Linked DNA regions of Anser cygnoides: region 2 is linked to region 1. A link is a contact called in public Hi-C data. All regions are on one chromosome and are shown on one strand. The core of a region is the stretch at or near the end of the contact, and the rest is flanking DNA. Distances in the headings are between cores, read along the strand shown. Region 1 holds the start of PAH (phenylalanine hydroxylase). Region 2 overlaps LOC106035819 (a long non-coding RNA gene).

Region 1 (3,699 bases), core at 446-2,945:
GTTTTAAAATCTAGTTGAAAAACATACCGTGTAGAGAGGCATGGCACGTGGACAAAGCAAAAAGCAAACAAGAACAGTTACTGGAAGCTGTCCTGCCCTACACAGGGACTACTATAATCAGTGTTATCACCATCCTCATCTCACTTTTTTTTTTTTTTTTTTTTGTGAGGTGGCCTTCAATGCCCCTATCATCGACAGAACTCTGCTGGGTGCTGCATGCACAAACACGGGACACAAAACGTTGCCTCCCATAGTGAACCTGCTGACTGAACAGTTCAAAAACAGTAGTTTTAGTACTGCTGGCAGGTAACAAGGTCAAGCTGCCTTTCACCTACTGGACCATCTCTCCTTGCCCCAACCTGATGCTTTGGTGCCAGCAATGTCCAGGGTGGCACGTGTATATCATATTTGGCTGCCTACCTTGGCTGCTAGCCCATAATATAGGATTGCAGTTCACCTCAGAAAGTCACTTTCTACCACTGCATATGGCCATATGATGGACAAACAAGAAGTTTCTCTGAAAAATGTGTGTTTTGTGTCCAAAGCTCTGAGTTACTGCAGATGTACATCATACAGTGCATAATTTCACTGGGCTGGATTCTGAGTTGATGGTCATGGGGTTGAACATGGGTTTGGACTAAGATTCTTGCAAGTGGCTCCCTACTGATCAGATTTCCAGCTACTGGATTTCATAATTACAAATAATTCATGGTAAGTCTTGGTTAAAATTCATCAGTCTGAATTTGTTCTGAGCATGCAGTAGAGTTTCCCTCAAGGCTCAAATAACTGTGAAGGGCTGATTCTTCTGTTCCACAGAATTTATCTTCATCAGAAAAATGCAGCAAGATTACCTGCCGTGACATAGCCTGTCTTGGTGTAGACTTCAGCCTTCCAAATAACAAAATAGATCTTGACCATTCTCTTTTTTTCCTTTTCACCTGCCCTCTAGTATCAGGCTATAACTTTCCTTCATTCCTTCAATCTCTCTGGTGACTCTTTCCAAACCAAGTGTTGGCTGGTTTGTACCAACCCTTTACTAACCATTTCCAAATTCATTCATGTTCCCCCTCTTCCCATTGTAGCTCTCCATGGTTGATATACCTAAAAACACATGCGCACCTTCTGCATTTCTTCTGCCTCCTCCCTGCTCCTTTTCTTCCTTTACCTCCTTCCCTTTCTCCATGTTGAGATCCATATCCCAGAGCAAGGTTCACAAAGTTAACACCTGTTTAATGCTTTATACTGGGCCTCTGTTGTCTCCAGTGCCTGGTGTGCGGAGCTGTCCCCTGCTCTCTGACCTCTTGGATGCAGCCCAAAGGGCCTCACTAAAAGGCAAACAGTCCAGCCGCTGCTGAGTTGTGCCCCGTGTCTGGCACGCAAAGAGAGGTTCCTGGAGAACATCTGATCTCCGATCACGTGGAAGGGAAACCCACTGGTCGCTAAACACACACACAGCCAAAGGAACAGACAAGGGGGAAGGCTGAACCCAAGTCAAAGCATTGACGTGCAGGAACGAAAGCAGCGGCTGACATTGATCTGTGGAAGACAGGCTGCTAATTCAAAGCATGCTGCTTGTCCACGTTGGGCACAGATAGAAACAATGTGCTGGAGTGCCGCTGCATGCTGGGGGGGACCGAAGGGGCTGGCTTGTCCGTGTGCCAGGGCTGGGTGGGTGGGGGGCGTGGAGGGAGAACGCCCTCTTGGCACAGCATCTGGGGGGAGGGAGCTGGAGGAGGGGATGGCTTTGCCTCGCTTCCTCTACTTTAAATACCTTTGCACGGAGCTCTGGCCACCACAGTAAGGTCAGAAGGCTTCACCCGCAGCCTCCCTGTGTGGGCATTGCCGCCTCCACAACATGGACGCACAGCACTGCAAGATGAACGGCGACCCTTTCCAGGTAAGCTTGAGGGGCCTGTGTGCCTGCTGTTCACAGGGAGTCCCTCCATGCCCCCCCATGCTTGCAAATCTTGTTTCCCATTCTCTAAGATGTCCAAGATGGGAGGAAACAACGCGTCTGTCTCAACCGTTTGTGGTGCTTGGTTGCCACCATTGTCCCCTTTGGCAGCCGGCGTGCTTGTCTGGAGTTAATTGTACTCACAGATGTGCGGTGAGAGCAAAAATGAAAACATTTTAACAGAGGAAAGGAAAGAGAGGCAAGAGATCAGGGTCAGGGGACCTCTGTAAATGTATCCTTGCATATATGGCAAATAGAAGAAGCAGCAGAAAAGAGCAGCAGATAATTAGAGGTCTCTTAAACCTGTGTGATGAGCGCAAGCTGTCTTCTGTTTAGGGAAAGCTGCTGAAATTATGCACTCTTCTGGTGGAGCTATTTGTTAACTTTTAGCACTCTGACATATATTCTACCTCCCCCCCACTTTTTTTTTTTTTTTTAGATGTTTACTGACTTACTTTGAACTCTTTGTTTTGGAAAATACAGGAAAGTACTGAAACCCATGACTTTCGATTACAGGCACTATAGATACTGTAGGAGCAAGTGACGTAATTTGAGGCCAGCATGGTTAATTATTAGGACTGAATTCTGTCCTGCGCAATGCCTCTGAAGCTGGGGACAAGCTGTGGAAGATGTGAAAAAACGAGCTTCATTTCCTACAAATCTTTTTAGGTACAGAGCAGCCAAGGAAGCCTGGTTTCCTACTGCTTCGTGTGCTGAGGCTGAACTCCCCTAGAGATACGCTACTGTTCCACCTTGCTGTTTCTCCAAGTTGTCTAATTGCTTGATCCCAGTGAGATCTGTGGGAGCTGAGCATCTAGCTACCTTAAGAAACTGACTCTAAATGGCTTGGAAACTAGTTTAATTTTTAGGAGTAACTTCAGAATCTTATTTTCATTGAAATATTTTTTCCATTTTTTTCTATACTATTTCTATACTATTTTGTGTATTTTACTTTCTCTGAAACTACAGAAAAAACTTCCTCTAGCTTCAGCAGTGTTGGAATTCACTCTGAATGTTTAAACAACTCAGAAATGAGTTTGAAGGCTGACAGGTCTGTATTATTGACCTCCCAAACTGCCATGTGTCAGAAAGACAATATCAATCTCTGTGTGAAGTAGTTAATTAAGAACATAGATTTGCATTGCACTCAGGCAAACTGTCCCTGCATCTACACATCACTGATGTAAGAGACTGTGCTATGTCCAGAAATGGTTGTCTGTATTTGTCAACTGGTTCTTATACACTTACAGGTCAGATATGCATGTCATATAGACAGTGTTTCAATGACAATGAAACAATTTGTTCAACTCTTAATCACAATCACAGTAGTAAGAGTAGAATTGTCCCAAAGCTGCATTTCATCTCTATATAAGAGATTGAGAGACAAGAAATTAGAATTCGGACTGAGAACGGATTAGCCATGATCAACAGTTAAAAAATATGCATATATATGACAAAAAGCTCAGCAATAGATGTGAGTGCCTGCGTTTGTGTTGATGTATTGGCTCCAGTGTCTATTAATGTATATTGCCTCCATACATATTGATAAGATCTGGGTACCTGTCAGGAAAATAATGGTTTTAGTCTTCTTTCCTCTTGCACTGAAAGCCTCCACCTCTGTGGACAGACTTAGGCATGCACTGACTTTTGTACAAAGACCATCCCAGTGATCTACATTCACATGCAGATGTGCAAAAAGTTAAGCAACTGTCATCATGTTTGCAGGATTAGTGCCTACTGCCTTC
Region 2 (4,116 bases), core at 1,381-3,880, 130 kb after region 1:
TCATTTTAGCTCTTCTCCTGTTTAGAGTAAATCAGAAAGATTCCTCATGGATGAGCCTGTTCAAACCCTACTGAAAGGCTGGATGTACTGGAAGGATGTCTTCAATGTGAATAGAAATTGTCATTCCTCGATATTGATTTAGAGTATATATTTCAGAAAAGCCCATGTCCCTCCCTCTCACTTCAGACCTTCAGAAAACTTCAACATTTGGGAGTATCTGTTGAATACCTGGGTCTTTTTTCACATACACACATACACACCAAAAGCAACCAAACAAACAAACAAAAAAAATCACCCAGAGTTCTGCATTTCTGGGAGAAAAGTTCTGTGCTCATAATAAGCCCATCGTAACAGGAACTGGCAACAGTAACCCTGGTAGACATTATTTTTAAATAAATGTGCTGATGAAATGGATATGGATATTTCAGCTTCTTAAAGTACATTAATTAAAAAGGCCATGGTTTCTTATTCTGAATGTACAGTTACTTTATGCAATATATATTTTAAATGCGGCACTAATGTCTTCCCCTTAGATGAAATGAGGGCAAGGACCAATGTATACTTGAATAGCACTAGGAAAGTAGAAGGTTGCTATAGTCTTACTGGAATATAATTTTGCAAGGATATTCAGGCAACTCTGAATGCATGGAGGTGAGAGATAACCAAAACTTCAAGCCCTTCCTTTTCCACTCACTTGTGGGGAAGAGTCAGGAGTGACATTTTGGTCCTGTCTGTGCCCTGAACCAAGACCCAGACAATGACAACGTGGCCATTTCTACTTCTCTGCAAGGCTACATTAGACCAGAGTACAGTCCAGCTCTGACTTATCTCCAGACACCCCAGACAGATTAGAACTCTGTGACATTTAGCCAATCTTCAATGTTCTTCTTGAACCAAATTTACGGCCATGTCTCTTAAATTTTTCCAGAAGACTCTGTAATTGTTCATTATTAACAGCACACAGTGAGCTGTGTTCAGTGACACAATAGGTTACTACTGTCACCCTCCTTCCAATGTGTAATCTCATAGTCAAATAAATTTATATTTCACTTTTATTTCCAATCATCATTACGATCTTTTTTTGAGAGATGCTAGAGATTTTTTATATTATTTTTAACATCTATTTTTGCCTCTTACGCACACAGACTGTGATCTAAGACAGTTGGATAAGGCAGTACAAGTATTTTGACACAGTAATATATCGTTCCCCTCTCTAAAATCACTCCTTTAGAAATCATTAGGATTCTGGCAGTCTTAGTGAATTACCCTTTGTTCACATTCGCTCTGCTAAAACAGAGTGTTCCCAAGCACTGCTCTCATTATGGTATTTTGGCTGAAACGCCCTGTCTGTATTCACAGTGCAGGCCTATAGGGCACTTTAAATGAAGCCGGGTTTAGGATATGTTTTCAGTGATAGGTAGCATTGCAGAAAATCTCGAACTTTTACTATACAACAAGAAGACAGGTATACCTACAAAACCTTCCTGAGGGCAACGTACAAAACTTACTTTGACAGTACAAAGACCTTTGCCTTCTTCTTCTAGTAGCTCTGACTGGGTGTTTTTTCAGGAGGATAACCACTTAGAAGATCTTTGCCCCAAATAGGATTGGCATTCCATAAATACCTGGAAAATTTTATTTTATTGATCAAGAGACATTGCATTAGCATTAGTCAAAATACCATCATTTATGAAGACATTGCAGAAGTTGTAAAAGTTGTAACTGTGTGTTTTACCCCCAAACAATATTATTTTTATTTAGAAGGACCTTATCCAGAGACTCATTCTAGAATCCAACCAAAAGTGATCATTAGAAACATACTCCAGGAGCTGAATAACTGAATTCGTTTGCATTTCAGAAGTAAAAAGAAAGTGACTCTTCACACCTTTTCCTTCCTGCTGAAAAATAACAATATGGAATAGTTTTTTAATCCATATAATTACTGACATAATCTTTTTAATTTCTATTTCATTATGACCTTGACAACATGCAAAAGAAAGTTGTCCCATTTGAAATTTCAAAGCAGGGTTTTATAGTGAGAGGCTTGACCAGCATTTGAGATAGACTTTGAAACCACAGAATTAAAGTCAAGAAGCTGAATTAAACACAGACCATTACCTCAACAGCAGCCAATCAAACTGACAAATCATGGACTATAAAGCCCTTCTTTTTAAATCATGCAGGTCCCTGGGGCTTGGCCTTATTACATATTTTTGCTCTGATGCTGATGCCTACAACATGCCACAGGCGTTAACTCTTGAAAATAAACTGCATTCTACATCATGCCAAGGGAGGATGCACACAAAGAGATGCAAGAATGTGAACTTAAATGACTTGTGAAATAGTGAACTTACCTGGACTGTAGCCTCAGTGTTTATTTGCTTGTGAGTTCCTTATCTATATTCTTCCAAGAAAAAAAATCAATTAAACAACAAAACTTTCAGGTACAAGGGCTTTAAAAACAAAACAAAACAAAAACAGAAATTGCATGGTGGCACAAGTGGAATGCGCTTTTAAAGAATGAAGGCATTGTCACACTCACTTACAGCTACCTTGGGTAATGAAGGTTTAAATTTTTCCTCATTTGGAACTGGCACTTTCCATGAAATGTTTCTGGTCTTAGATTACCCCTTCCACATTCAGAACTACTGGGCAGAAAAATTCATGCATCACTCCCTTTTGCCTTGCAATGACAAGAAGGGGGGGGGTACACATGAGAACGACTGTCTAGGGATCATCTAGAACTCTAACGACTGACCAAGATGCACAACAATATCTAGATGGACTGCCCCAGGGGCAGAGCAGGGAAGATGGCATCAGCACTCCCTTTCTCTCTATGAAAGGAAAATATGACTTTGTCCCCTTTTGGGAAAAAAAAGCTTACTTTCATCTGTGTACACAAGTGCTGATCCAGAGCAACTGAAATCAATACAAATATTTGCCTGGACTTCAGAGGACCCTGAATCAGATCTATAGCCATTTGATCTAGCTGGCATGTGGATGTGGGGACAGAGTCAGGCTCCCTGCATTCCTCCTGGTTCTTTGCCCTCCTGTTCACCCCATCAGGCGAGGAGTGTCTGCACTGCCAGCACCGGGCAGGAGGCACCGTCCCAGTAGAAAAAGCAGTTGGGGAACCACAAGGGTGTCAGAGAAAGAAAGTGGTGGGAAGCTTATTCCCCAGTGATGCTGAGTAAGGATTATGCTTACTGTTTCCCATCTGATCACTACAAAACTATTTATAACTGTTCTTACAAGAAAAATATACAACACATTAACGAATGCTATATAGCAAACAGCTGAGTCACCATGTCCCACCCTCACATTCTCCAGCACTTGAGCTCAGACATCTAGGAAGTGCCAGAAACAATAATGCACTTTTATAAAAGAGTGTGTATATCTTTTAGACAGATGATATTTGCCTGCTGTTGGCTGCTGGAGTCATAGCCTTCATCTCAATTAAGAATGGTCACAAATATTCCCATAAACTCAGTAGTGGTCCAACAGTGTGGTGTGAGCAGACAGATGTGTGACACAGAAGTCAGAACAGAGCTGGCAGGTGAGCCAAGGAAGTTTTGGCTGTCCCTTGGAAAGGGAGACTTCTGCAATGCCATTCACATCTTCTTCAAAATTAACTGCACAGCAGTGACAAAAAAGGCTAATTTGTAAGACTTCCCAGCCAGGAGGAAAAGATCCTGTGAGATGACTCTGAACAGATGGACTTTGCAACTTCAAATGCTGAAGTCTACTTGTTAAATAAGAGTTAAATTCTAACAATTGTGCAATCGAAAAATATGGCTTAAAACCTGACTTCCAAATCTAACAGACCTGTTCTCATCTCTTTGTAAATTCTGAGAGCCTTGCCTAGCTGACCGACTGCAATTGTTACCAGCCTCAGCCTCAGTCTAATGCTCTATGATGCCACTTGGGTTTCCTCCCATTTTATTACATGTTCCCTTCTAAAACACTGCTCCCAAACAACAGCCTTTAACCAATAATGCATTTTTCAGTTATTTGTTAAATGAACAATGTTTGGTTTAATATTAATCATTTGTCATATGTTTGTCCAGGAAGAAGGTACACAGAAGCTTAGAGACTAAGGTTTGTAATTAAAAATGT

The links. A called contact is a pair of places that touch in the nucleus more often than the background predicts.
Region 2: a Hi-C map of liver shows a contact between it and region 1, with 17 times the contacts expected there. The contact joins the enhancer-like site here to the promoter of PAH in region 1. A contact is called at or near these places in 2 of 7 Hi-C or Micro-C datasets (both in liver).

Annotation. Positions count from the first base shown.
Region 1 is chr1:59,972,209-59,975,907 of Taihu_goose_T2T_genome, forward strand. It overlaps PAH (phenylalanine hydroxylase), which reads left to right and starts at 1,696. Exons shown (of 14, transcript XR_010831701.1): 1 at 1,696-1,897.
Region 2 is chr1:60,097,706-60,101,821 of Taihu_goose_T2T_genome, forward strand. LOC106035819 (a long non-coding RNA gene) reads right to left here. Exons shown (of 3, transcript XR_001206983.3): 2 at 2,355-2,404; 3 at 1,370-1,625. Among named protein-coding and RNA genes, the nearest start is that of IGF1, 82 kb to the right of the region's middle. Within about 2 kb of position 2,631, at least 2 of the 3 cell types and tissues checked have open chromatin away from gene starts, as enhancers often do. A contact at or near this core is called in liver, where this site is marked.